Regions from separate parts of the Gossypium hirsutum genome. Here region 1 is linked to region 2. Evidence: chromatin contacts called from public Hi-C data. All regions are on one chromosome and are shown on one strand. The core of a region is the stretch at or near the end of the contact, and the rest is flanking DNA. Distances in the headings are between cores, read along the strand shown. Region 1 holds the start of LOC107951575 (embryogenesis-associated protein EMB8). Region 2 holds the start of LOC107951569.

What was found. A called contact is a pair of places that touch in the nucleus more often than the background predicts.
Region 1: a contact with region 2 is called in a Hi-C map of leaf, with 2.2 times the contacts expected there. The contact joins the promoter of LOC107951575 here to the promoter of LOC107951569 in region 2. A contact is called at or near these places in 4 of 34 Hi-C or Micro-C datasets (all in leaf).

The regions. Positions count from the first base shown.
Region 1 is chrA02:10,077,751-10,084,126 of Gossypium_hirsutum_v2.1, reverse strand. LOC107951575 (embryogenesis-associated protein EMB8) reads left to right here and starts at 2,186. Exons shown (of 15, transcript XM_016886670.2): 1 at 2,186-2,408; 2 at 3,014-3,116; 3 at 3,223-3,312; 4 at 3,409-3,470; 5 at 3,581-3,681; 6 at 4,281-4,370; 7 at 5,269-5,391; 8 at 5,917-5,994. The coding sequence starts at 2,333.
Region 2 is chrA02:9,853,246-9,859,456 of Gossypium_hirsutum_v2.1, reverse strand. It overlaps LOC107951569, which reads left to right and starts at 3,468. Exons shown (of 4, transcript XM_016886661.2): 1 at 3,468-3,810; 2 at 3,994-4,142; 3 at 4,832-4,904; 4 at 5,390-6,068. The coding sequence starts at 3,700. The coding sequence ends at 5,941.

The sequences.
Region 1 (6,376 bases), core at 937-3,436, 230 kb before region 2:
TGGAAATTAATTTTTTTTCGTCGAATAAAACTGAACCATAACGAAAAATAAAGAGGGCAAGGGGAAGTGTAAGTAAGGCAAAATATATGCGCATGCGTGTGAGCCATAAGGGGATTTTACACTTTTACACGTTCGCGGCAAAAAGAAAAAGTAGGTGCAAGTGTGTACGTATGCATAATAGAAGAAAAAAATGACAAAACCATTAATTAAAATACGAAAAGAAAGAAAAGCGTGTAATTACAGTGAGAGTCATAGTTGTCGCTGCTTAACAATACACGAATCATTCATGAATAATGTACATAACAGTTCTGATTATTGCCTTTTGAAGTAGATCATTTCTTGCTGTTTCCAAATAGTATTAGCCTCACCAATGCTTTGTTTTTCTTTATGGCATTATCATAATACTATTTGGGAATTAAGTAAGGCAGAGTATATATGCGTGCATGGGAGCGATTAGGGGGTTTTACACTTTAAATGTTCGCAACTAAAATAAAAAAATAAATGTAGTGTGTATGTTTGTGTAACAGAAGAAAACAAACAAAAAAATCATCAATTGAAATACGGAAGGAAAAAAAAAGCGTGTAAGTGTAAGTACAGTGAGAGTTGTAGCTACCGCTGCTTCATGATCATCATCATCATCAAGGTTTTACACTTTTACAAATTCGCGGTACAATGAAAATGTAACTGCGCATGTGTATGTATGTGTAATAGAAGAAAATAAATGATAAAACTATTAATTGAAATACGAAAGGAAAAAAAAGCATGTAAGTGCAAGTACAGTGAGAGCCGTAACTATCACTGCTTTATAATGCATGAAACATAATGCACTAATAATGCACGATTCATGCACATAATAGTTCTAATTCTTGCCTTCTGTAGTAGATCACTTCTTATTGTTTCCAAATAGTATCAATTTCACCCATGTTTTGTTTTTATTTACACTATAATCATAATATCATTTGGAAATTAATTTTTGTTCGTAGAATAAAATGAACCATAATGAAAAATAAAGAGGGTGGAGGGAAGTGTAAGTAAGGCAAAGTATACACGCACGCGTGAGAGCTATAAAGGGGTTTTACACTTTTACATGTTCGCAACAAAAAGAAAAAGTAAGTGCGAGTGTGTACATATGTGTAACAGAAGAAAACAAACAAAAAAAACTATTAATTGAAATACGAAAGGAAAAAAAGAGCATGTAAATACAATGAGAGTCGTAGCTGCCATTGCTTCATAATTCATGAAACATAATGCACGAATCATTCACATAACAATTCTGATTCTTGCCTTTTGAAGTAGATCATTTCTTGTTGTTTCCAAACATTATCAGCCTCACTCGTTTTTTTTTCTTTACGACATAATCATAATACTATCTAGGAATTAATTTTTCTTTGGATTGTTTTCAAGCAAAGGTTGGTTACTAACATGGAGCGTGTTCGACGGGGAGTTGGGCACAATAGTTCTTGCTCACTTCGCAATCATGAAACAGAGAATATTTTGCATGTGTTACGAGATTGCTCGACAATAAAAGAGTTGTGGATGCAAGTTGTCCCACTTGACCAACATAATATGTTCTTTTCTGAGGACTTACAGAATTGGTTAACTTCCAATCTTTGTTATTCCACGAGATTACCTAAAGGAGGGACAACTTGGTCTTGTCTTTTTGGGATAATTGCTTGGCATATTTGGAAGAATATGAATCTTTTTATTTTTCAAGGCATAACTTGCAATGCCCTTGAGATTGTTAGAGTCTTTTACTTGGGCACAACAGTATGAGTTGAACCATAATGAGGTAAAGTTAAATGTTCATGACTCTAATACTCAAACTTCCTTATCAGGGAATTGGGTGCACTTATTCATTAATGGTGCAATGGATAGAGGGTATAGACCAGCGTCTACTGGTGGAGTGTTGCAAGATCAGAATAAAAAATTGATCTTGGGATATAACCCATATCTCGAGAAATGCATGGTCTTTGAGGCCGAACTTTAAAGTATTTTGGATGGCATGCTTACTTCACTTAGTAATGGATTTAATAGAGCTATGATTCATATTGACAATTTAAAGGTAGTTCAAGCCTTATGAATAATTTTTTACTGATTTGACATATTCTCAAAGTAGATACTAGAGTTGCCGACTATTTGATTAAATTAAGCTTTAGATAAGAGCACATGCCTACTAGTTTATGATGAAGTATGGATAATACCGTAAAAGTTCTAAATCAATATAAAATTAGGGTGATTTTGATCAATATAACTTAATCTTTGTTTGTTTGTTTTTCAAAAAAAAAAGGCTGCCAACTATGACCATCAAAGTTAGTTCCATGGGGACATCTTGATGGCCACCCTAAACACCAATGGTGGAAGGGCCCGGCTGTTACTTATAGCCAAACGGAAATCTCACTCTGATCCTGGTAAGCAACTTATTTCTATTATAATTTGAGGTTGGCTGCTATATCAGCATTGTTGATATGGTTCTACTCATTATATTTTATTTATACCAAGCATTGTGTTGAACGATTTTTACCTGGTTTCTCTGATACAAAAGCTGAAACATTTGTCAGATGTTCATTAGTTGCGGTATGATTGATGATAGAGCCATAGTTTTTTTTTTTGACATAAATTCACTCACCAAAATCTCAACTGTCATCATTTTTTTTCTTCACCCAAACAGAAAATCAAACCCCCAAAGAAATTTTCACCATAATTTTCTCCTACTTTCCCTCTCTCCATTAATTCTGGAAAACCATTAAAAAAGAAAGGCAACTTTTTTTTTCCAATTTCTGTATGTACTGCTTCTTCCCCAATTTCAAGTTTTTTTTTTTGATTTAACCATTCATGTTTTCTCCAAATTTTAATCAAATGGATTGGTCGATTTCATGGGATGAATCATCCCTCAATGCATATAAAGAAGTATTCCGAGCCCTTTGTTTGATTCCTATTTTGCATTATGTAATTGCGTTTATGGTGATTTGGGTAGTTTTCCTTTACAATTTCCTGGAATTTCATTTCTTCCAAGACTTTTTCAGTGGATTCCGAGGTGCTCCGGTTGCTTTGACCTTTCACCCCACTTCCCATATCTACCATGGCGTGGTTTCCAAGTGCAAGATCCTTCATGGCAGGTACCCTTTTTCCTCCTTTTTCTAGTTTACCCACAAATTTGTTTTCTTTCACTCTCAATCATGATTTTTTTTGGGGGGGGGGGGTTGATTTGGTAAATTATTGCAGGTATATAGCAACACCGTGGTTATCAAGTCCTCATTTTCAGACTGCTTTTCTCAATTTCTTCGGGAATCCTCCTGCTTTCAGCTACCGCAGGTCCTAAAATTTTTCCGATCTTTTTAATGTTGGATTTAGAATATATATATGTTGGCCCATGTGCTTTTTATCTCACAAAGACCTCTGTTTCCTCAGACAACTTTTTCATGCTTCTGATGGTGGAACCATAGCTCTAGATTGGCTTACAAGTTCTGATAGTAAGTGCAAAACTTTTGATGATATTATGGTAGACATAATAACTACTAGAAAAATTCATACTTTGGGTTGTAAAAAGCTCTTACTTTTGACGTGTTTGACAATTGTACAGTTTCAAGAGGTGCCTTTGAAGTGAATCATACTATCTCCAAGGATGACACTACACCTTTGGTGGTTGTCATTCCTGGCTTAACAAGTGATTCTACTTCTTCAGTAAGTTAAATGTTTACTACTCTTCTTTTCTTGTTTCTAGCTGCTCTTTGTATCAACTTTTGCTGAACTTTGACAAATGAAAAATCCAACTAGGATAGTTGGATAGTTATCCATAGAAACTTCAAGAGTACAATGAGTAGTTAGAGGTGAAGGATAGGTAGTAGATAGCTGACAGGCTTATGAGGATCTCAATTTAGAACTTGCAAATGTCTATCCTGTCTCAAAATTCAGTTGCCTAGTAATAGATAGGCCTAATAAACCGATTTTGTTTTAGGCTTTGCTGGTTTCTCACTTATTGCTTATGGAATATGCTTTAATGGCTGTATATATCGATTTTGCCCCTGGTTCTTTTTGTTAGGTATATTTAGCGCTGCTGCTTCTTCTTTTTTGCCTTTTGCAAGTTTACTGCCTATATGTAGTGGCTGGTTAAGAAAAAATTGTTGCTATTGATGCCAATTTAATTCGTCCCTGTTCCACTTACTAATCACTTAAAGAATTGCATATACTAATTAATGACACATAGGTTAAATATGGGAAAGAGATTGTTGTGGAATATGGTTTACTAAATTACAATTTTCTTGATATAATTCTTGTTGCAGTACATTAAGCACCTTGCATTTGGATTGGCAACACATGGATGGAATGTTGTAGTTAGCAACCACCGAGGACTGGGTGGTGTTTCAATTACTGTGAGCTGTTCTTTTTCTTTTATTTCCCTCCTGCATTTAGCTCACTAAACTTGTATTTAATGTGTTCTTTTTTAATTGGTCTGTTTGAGTTGGAATTTTGCCTAAGTAATCTATCTTGCATGATGGACATTGAACTTCCTATAATTATATTCTATTGGTCTGTGAAATCAATCGACATCGAAAAATACTTTGATTTTTTGTTTAACTGATGAGCTTTTTAAACAATTAAGTTTCTGGAGGTTGATCTAAAGGTAGTAATAATTTAATTAAAAAGGACAGAACATTGGGTATTTAACCTTATAATGATAGATCAATTAGGCCTATGTTGTGCAGACTTTTCATGCTCCTTAAAATACCTATATCTGATGATATTCAATAAATGTAGATATGGAGATATGACCTTCCAAATATGTGGAAATAATTAGAAAAGTTGACCATACCTGTATATAACACTGAACTCCGAGTCCGAGTAAAATAAAACTAGTTGCATTTTTTGTTTGTGGCACATTACATTGCGGTGCTTTATTTCTAGTTAATTTGTTTTATTTTTTAAAAATTCATTTAGTTCCTCTATTAAGAACTAATACAGTGACCTAGATCTTTGACTGGTAGTTAATTGGTGAGATGTATTTGGCTATGTTTGTATGCCATGCTCCAAGGAACAAGTATGCATGGATGAAAACTATAGTGTATTGGTTAAAAGCTGAGGGCTTCTTGTACTTCCTCTGGAAATTTTCAGATGTTAAGAGCTATCTTGTAGTTAAATAAAGATTAGTCATCGCTTAACCATTCTGTTCATATTAATAATTTCTTCATGATTTTTTAATAAGTTTAACATTGTTAATGTGAAATAGATCTATTTCTTTTAATGTTGTATTTTGTAATAACACATTTGCAGTCTGATTGCTTTTATAATGCTGGCTGGACAGAGGATGCCCGAGTCGTCATTGATTATCTTCATCATCAGTATCCAAAGGCTCCTTTATTTGCTATTGGAACTAGCATTGGTGCCAACATTCTGGTATGTTACTTGGTCTGAATTTCTTTGACATTGTATTTCTTATTTGTTTGGTATAAAAGTTTTATTACGAAATCTATTGCATTATCTACCTCTCCCGTGCATCTACCAACTGGTCTTGTCTATGTTAGATGCCAGTTCTTCACCAGTGATGTATTGGATATTTCCTTCTCCTTTTACAAGATTCAAATAGATGCATTTTGGATTCTTGTAAATCTGCACGTTTCAGCTTATTTAGATTAGAATAAGTTGGCTTAAGTCCATGTTATTATTCCTATAAATGGTCCTATGCCTTCCCCTGTCCACATAAAAGTAGTGTTTTTTAGGCAATTTGGATATATACATATATATTTCTGTTTCTGTGTGTGCATACACTCTTGTGTATTTACTTTTTTTTTTTTTTTTTTGATTAGCCAATAGGCAGTTTGCTTACCCATACCATTTTATGTTACATTTTGTTACCTTGAATTATAACTTATACCAACTCATATTTACCTTTGACATCTTAGTATCAATCATTTCCAACAGGTGAAATATCTTGGAGAGGATAGAGAGAAAGTACCAGTAGCTGGAGCAGTGGCTATTTGCTCCCCATGGGACCTTTTGGTTAGTGCTTTATCTATACCAAAATCTAGCTATTAGTTTCAGGTTTCAAGTGGCCTATGTTTTATGGAAGAAAATTTTCAAAGTTTCATTATTTGTTAGTTGCTAGTTTGAATCTTCAGAGTATGCTATTATATTATTCTTCATATTTTTTCTTTTCCAATAAATAAATTTCTCATATCTCCATTATTCCTTAACTGCTAATTTTTAATTATCTCTGCTAATTTTTAATTATCTTTGTTCTTAATCTTTTAGGCTTATGTCTTTGTAATTTGTTGAAATTGAGATGAAGTGAAATGTGTTTTCATGCATTCTTTGTTTTGGCTCATATTGATAATAATTTGATTGGTTAATAGTGTTAATGATTCCCTCACTAGGACCTCCC
Region 2 (6,211 bases), core at 2,219-4,718:
AATGTTACAATCCATGGTCCGAATGATTGAATTATTATTTTTATATGTATAGGCATGATATGTGAGTAATATTTATATCTATTGTATTTGAATTTGTGAATGTACATACAAAATGTCTTATGATACCATTAAATCGAAACTACGATAAGTATGTCATATGCTACTATAATGATTAGTTAGGGACATGTTATTGCTGTCATTAGTCTACTATAAGCATATTATTCACTTCCGTTTTGATCTGTTATAAGTATGTCATACTACATTGCATAGGGTGGGACGCTTTGAAAAGGAGGAAGTTCTGGCAGATTAATAATCTACAACTATAGTGGTTTATCCACATATTTTCTGGCAACTTTCAACTACATTTATGTTGTGTATTCACAACCATCTGGCAACGTATTAACCTGCAACACTAGTGGTTCGCCCACCCATTATATGGCAGCTCTTATCTACAAATTTGTTGTATATTCACAATTATCTAGTAGTGTGTTAACCTTTAACTTTATAATTTATCCACAACCCAAAATATTATTTAAAATGATAAAAATAGAAATAAATAGCACAATTATCACGTATCATCACAATAAATATGTCACGTATTAATAATTAACTCTTCATGTCACTTAAAACTAAAACCTTATAATATAATATAATATAATTTAATATAATATAATAATATATATATATACACATGATAATTGATACGTATTAAATAAAATTTTCATTTAGGTACATTAACACTAACCATTTACGTACAACAAGAAAAGAAAAGAAAATAGAAGGAAGAATCTTCAAGGTGCAATAACAATATCAGACGTCTACAGTTTTTATCGTGATTTTATTTTATAATTACAATAATTAATTTGATTGTGACCACTATTTTTAATAAACATATTGTCCATATAAAAAATACCCTAATTAATAATATTTAATAAATTTATACTTCAAATATCAACCCCTACAACGTCATTTTGTATAAAAAGGAAAAATGATATGATGTCATGGGTGGTGACATGTCCATAATTTTGGTTGGTTTGATGAAATGTATCCAACATTATAACACTGAAGAGAAACTCCCAAAATAGATTAATAAATCATCAAAATAGCTTTGTCCACCTCCTACCTATTTAACTCTTCATTAAATCATTGATTCTTTGCATTAAAACTAACACATATAATATATATTTATAACATATATTCTTCCTTCTTGCTTTCTATCTATTTTTCTCCTTTTCTTCTTATCTTTTCGGTTCATTAAATTATATATGCTGCTGAAATTTTGAAATTTTAATTATTTATTTAATTTTTCGTTTTTTTAGTTCTTATATTTACGTTTTTTTATCAAATTACCTCAAAATAGATTAAAAATGTAACAATTATTAACTTTGTTGATATGACATACACGTGAATGCCACATCAAAAATTAATTAATTTTTTATAAAAATCAAAAAATTATTTTTAAAAATTAAAAATTATTTTAAAAAGTATAAAAATATTTTTTAAATTTTTTTAAAAAATCATTAATTATTGATGTGGTATACACGTGGATTCCACATCAATAAAGTTAATAAACGTTAACTCTTCCATCCGTTTGGGATAATTTGATAAACAATGCAAATTCAAGAACTAAAAAGGGCTAAAAACAAAATAAAGAACTAAAATGACTTTTTTTTAAAGTTAAATGGTTAAATAAGTTATTATACCAAAAATATAAATATAAATTTAAAATTAATATATTTATTATTTTTATATTTTTTTGTCTATACTTATATAAGTATTTTATTAAATTGTTGTCATAAATTAATTGAATACAAATTCAATTAGGAAATTACTTAAAACCTATTTTTTAATAAAAAAAATTATATGAATATATAATATATTAAATATTTAAATAGAATAATGTCTAAGGATTGACATAAGCCTAATAACTTTTAATTATAAACATTATAACATTTCATCTATATATAACTCAATTATTTATTTTTTAGAAATATAATTTTAATATTATATTTTTGTTTCACTTATATCGTGTGTGTAACCAAATCTAGTATGATTGAAAGATATGTTTTACATTCATGTTTGAGTTATATTAGATATGATTAGCTAGATATCCTAAATGTTAATTTTTAACTACTAATTTTTATATTTTATATCTCCACTCCTAATTATGAAAAGAATTATTACTAGTTGAAATCCATTAATTAATTAATTAGTGTCAGAATCCACAAAAATGATACAATTCATACTTAATGCTTAGGTGTACGACAAATATGTAACCAAATAGTCTTTCATACCGCATCAATAACATAAGTTAAAAATTATTGTTCTTCTCTTATTTATATTTTTCCACTTATAGTGGCGAGAAAAATTATTTTGACACTTCTTTTGATGATTATAATATGTTGTTGCATGTAAGGAATATAACATTTCTATTATGACAAATAAAATTTCATTAATAGCTTTACTCCATCATAAATAAGCATGAAATCAATTTGATTTTACTACCAGAGGAGTACATAAATAACATATATGTATGCTTAAAGATAAGTAGATCAATGTAAATATAATAAAAGAATAATTAATACATTTATACTTTGAATTTGATAACAATAACAAAAATATTTTTTTTAACATTAATTTATTATATTTATTCTTTTTTATGCAATACTTAAAATTATTCATTGTTTAATATATGCAATGATGTATTTTTAAAAATAATAGATTTAATAATAAATTTGACTACTAACGTTTATATATTTTGTCAAAAAAAAAGTACAAAAGTTAAAAGGCCAAAAAAAGCTCAAAAATAAAATTAGAACCATTTTGATAAAACGTATAAACGTTAATGACCAAATTTGTCATTAAATCAAAATAATATAACATGCTAAATTGATTCTACAAATATGGTTAAGGTTTCAGCGAAATAGAAACAAATTAACTAGTTGAACAAAATATTTACTTATTATTTACAATATAAAAAATAAAATTTTCAACATACAAAGAAACCAATTTTAAATTAATTACTATTACTAAATCTATTTAAATAATCAAAGCAAATTAATTGGAAGTCACTAGAAAGAGGTTACAATAATATGTAGATAATACTCAAGCAAATTTAATATAAAAATTAGATGTGTAAATTAAAACAAAATTAATGTAAGGCTATGAGATTAACTTGGACTCAAATATATATAATAAAAATATTTATCAAAGCTTTATTATTATTATTATTAAATTAGAGCTACGGTGGACATAGATTGTCAAAAATACGTTAAGTCTTTACACCATAGCACCAATAATTATTGATGATTGATAAGGAACTGATCCTTCACGTTAAATGGTGGTGTATAGTGCGACTTTTGTACTGCATTTGATTTGCTTCATAATCCTTCCCACCATACACAATACTTAAAAGCTAGTTGAGATTTAATGCTTTCACAGTTGTGCTATGTTATGAAATAAAGATAAAAAGAACAAAGAAATAAAAAGAAAACGTATGAACCATGTTTCTTCAAAAATCTATATTTATACGCCTGTAATTTACAAGATGGTTAGGCCTTGCTTATCAGTGCAAGCCCAAGATATCACACAAACAGCTACTTGTAAACAAAGGGAATCCAAAAGTCAGCCACTTGACTTGAGGAGTTGGCTACTGGCTATCATCAAAGGATATTTACAAGGCAAAGCAGTCACCTAGGAATGGATCTGTGGTTCTCATGTTTGGGGTGGGGTCTTCCCTTACCCTTCCTTTCTGACCTAACCAAACCTCATTTCTTCTCCATTCAACACCTTCAACACTCTCTCCTTCAGGTAATTTTCCTATTCTCATCCATGTTTTTTTGTTAAAAAAAAAAACACTAAAATTCCCAATCTTGTATTAGGATAGGGTTTGGGGTTTGCTTAATTTCACATTCCAGGTTCAAGAGATTGATAATCAAAGTAAAGGGTTTCAAATAATAGGCATTTTAACCCTTATTATTGTTGCATTTTTAGGTAATCAATCCTCCAAGGGCCAATTTATTTGTTTGTAAGGAGGTTTACATAAGGGTGCATGTGGGGGCTCCTAAATATTGGATTTATATGCTTTCCAGCTGCAATTTTCAAAACAACGGTGAAAAATTGTGGGATTGTCTTCCATACTGGTTATCATTTCTAAACCAATGCCTTCTAAATACTAAGTTCTTAGAGTGATTTTCGTTCCTAATTATCATGGAGCTTCTTGTTAAAGAATACAATGGAAATTCTATTGCTTAAAGTGCTTCAAAATGAATTGAAGTATCTTCCATGGCTTACCTAGCAGTTTGGAATTTTGACCTTTTTCTGGTGGACTGTCTATTTCAGTTGTTCTTTAGTACAATTTAACATGAAAGAATCCCTGGATGCTAACTTATAACAAAAAGTTCTATCAGTAGGATAATTTTAGTTACTATACAGTCAAAGTAGTGTATTCAATTGCTTGTTCTTCCTTCCTGCTGTACTTCTAAACCTAGTGGTTTTAAGGCAGCCTAAATTGAACTCTATGAAACTTAATATGATGTAGCCAGAAAAATTAGATTACTAAATACATAATCTGAATGTACAACGACTTTATATCACTTGAGGTATTTTGTGGTTTTAGTTAAATGGAGATCTAGCTGTTTTGAGTTCGCTGGGTTTTTCTGAACCTAATTGGATATAATATGTAAGATATCATAGTGCTAATTGCATATCTCGTGACATTCTTGTGCATAATTTAGCAGTATTGGTATGATTTTGAGTATGACCCTTCTCTCTAAATAGTTCCGACTTTGTTGGCTATTTTGTTTCATAGTAGTTCTCATTTCTCTGATAGTGCAGGGATGCTGGGAAAATCGTTAGCTTCGTCTTTGATGACATTGGATTCTGCGACTTCTTGTTTCTGTGTTGTAAGTTTCATCAATCTCACATCTCATCCTAGAAGTATGAGACATAGTGTATCATGGATGCTTTTCATTTTTATTATTGTTGGCCCTCTAGGCAAAGAGTACATTATAAAACTTATGAAAAATCTGTTCTGCTTTATTCAGGTTTCCATGTTAGTGGTGTTTCTTAAGTAGCAACAATAACTTATATGTCAATAGCATGTGATAGAAACAATATATCGATGCTTTAATCTCTTTAAAATGATAAAAGGTCCACTATCCCAGTAAGAAGAGTTGTTTAGGTTGCTCGATTTGCCACCATTCGAAACAAAGATGAAAATAAGATCAAGTTAGAATTAAGAGATGACACAATAGCTAATTCATTTTGATAATTAGAACAATGTGAAGTTTTGTATGTGTGATTTGTACATATAACCTAATAGGTATACAACATTTGGAAGTTTAATTCAAATCTTGGTTTTGTTTATTTCCATGAATTCTTGATGCAGCCTGATGTTGCAACATCTGCAGCAAATATTGTACCATTCAGCGTAACCCTCTCGAGTAGGCTCCCACAGACAGTGATAGGGAGAGTTGGTAGCTCCCATTTTTCTCCTCATAAATGGGCAATAAATGTAAACACAGAGGGAAAGACATGGGAAGCATGCAGGCAAGCGTTGTCGGCATTTGGTTTCACCGATGAGGAGGAAGACAAGATACTTGGAAAGGCATTTGGGCACGTCCACTCCCCGTATTGGGGTGAAGAACGCAAGAAGGAAGAACCGAGGTTCGAAATTGTTAATGAAATATTAGAATACCTGAGAAGCCTAGGTCTGTCAGACGATGATCTGCGCAAATTGCTGAAGAAATTTCCTGAAGTTCTTGGATGTGATATCGAACACGAGTTGAGAACAAATGTACAGATACTGGAAAAGGATTGGGGAATAAAAGGTAAATCTCTTAAAAATCTTCTTCTTAGGAATCCCAAAGTGTTGGGTTACAATGTGGATTGTAAGGGAGATTGTATCGCGCAATGTACTCGATGCTGGGTGAGGTTCTAGCCTTCTTAAAATTGAATATATATATTTTTCATACGAAGGGAGCATATAGATGTGGTGGTGTTAATTTTTAAGCTTCATGTGATTCTTCAATAATTGAATGTAGTCTAAGCTACCTTTTGCCTCTTGATATCTATTACCCTAATCTTATGTTTGGGTACAAGTGATCGTAAAAGTATGGAATTCTATTTACTAAATTCCCTATAAGTATCATTTCTTAATCTGATCAAAACAGAGTATGATGGGGTATATCTGGTGTAAAAGTATGGAAGA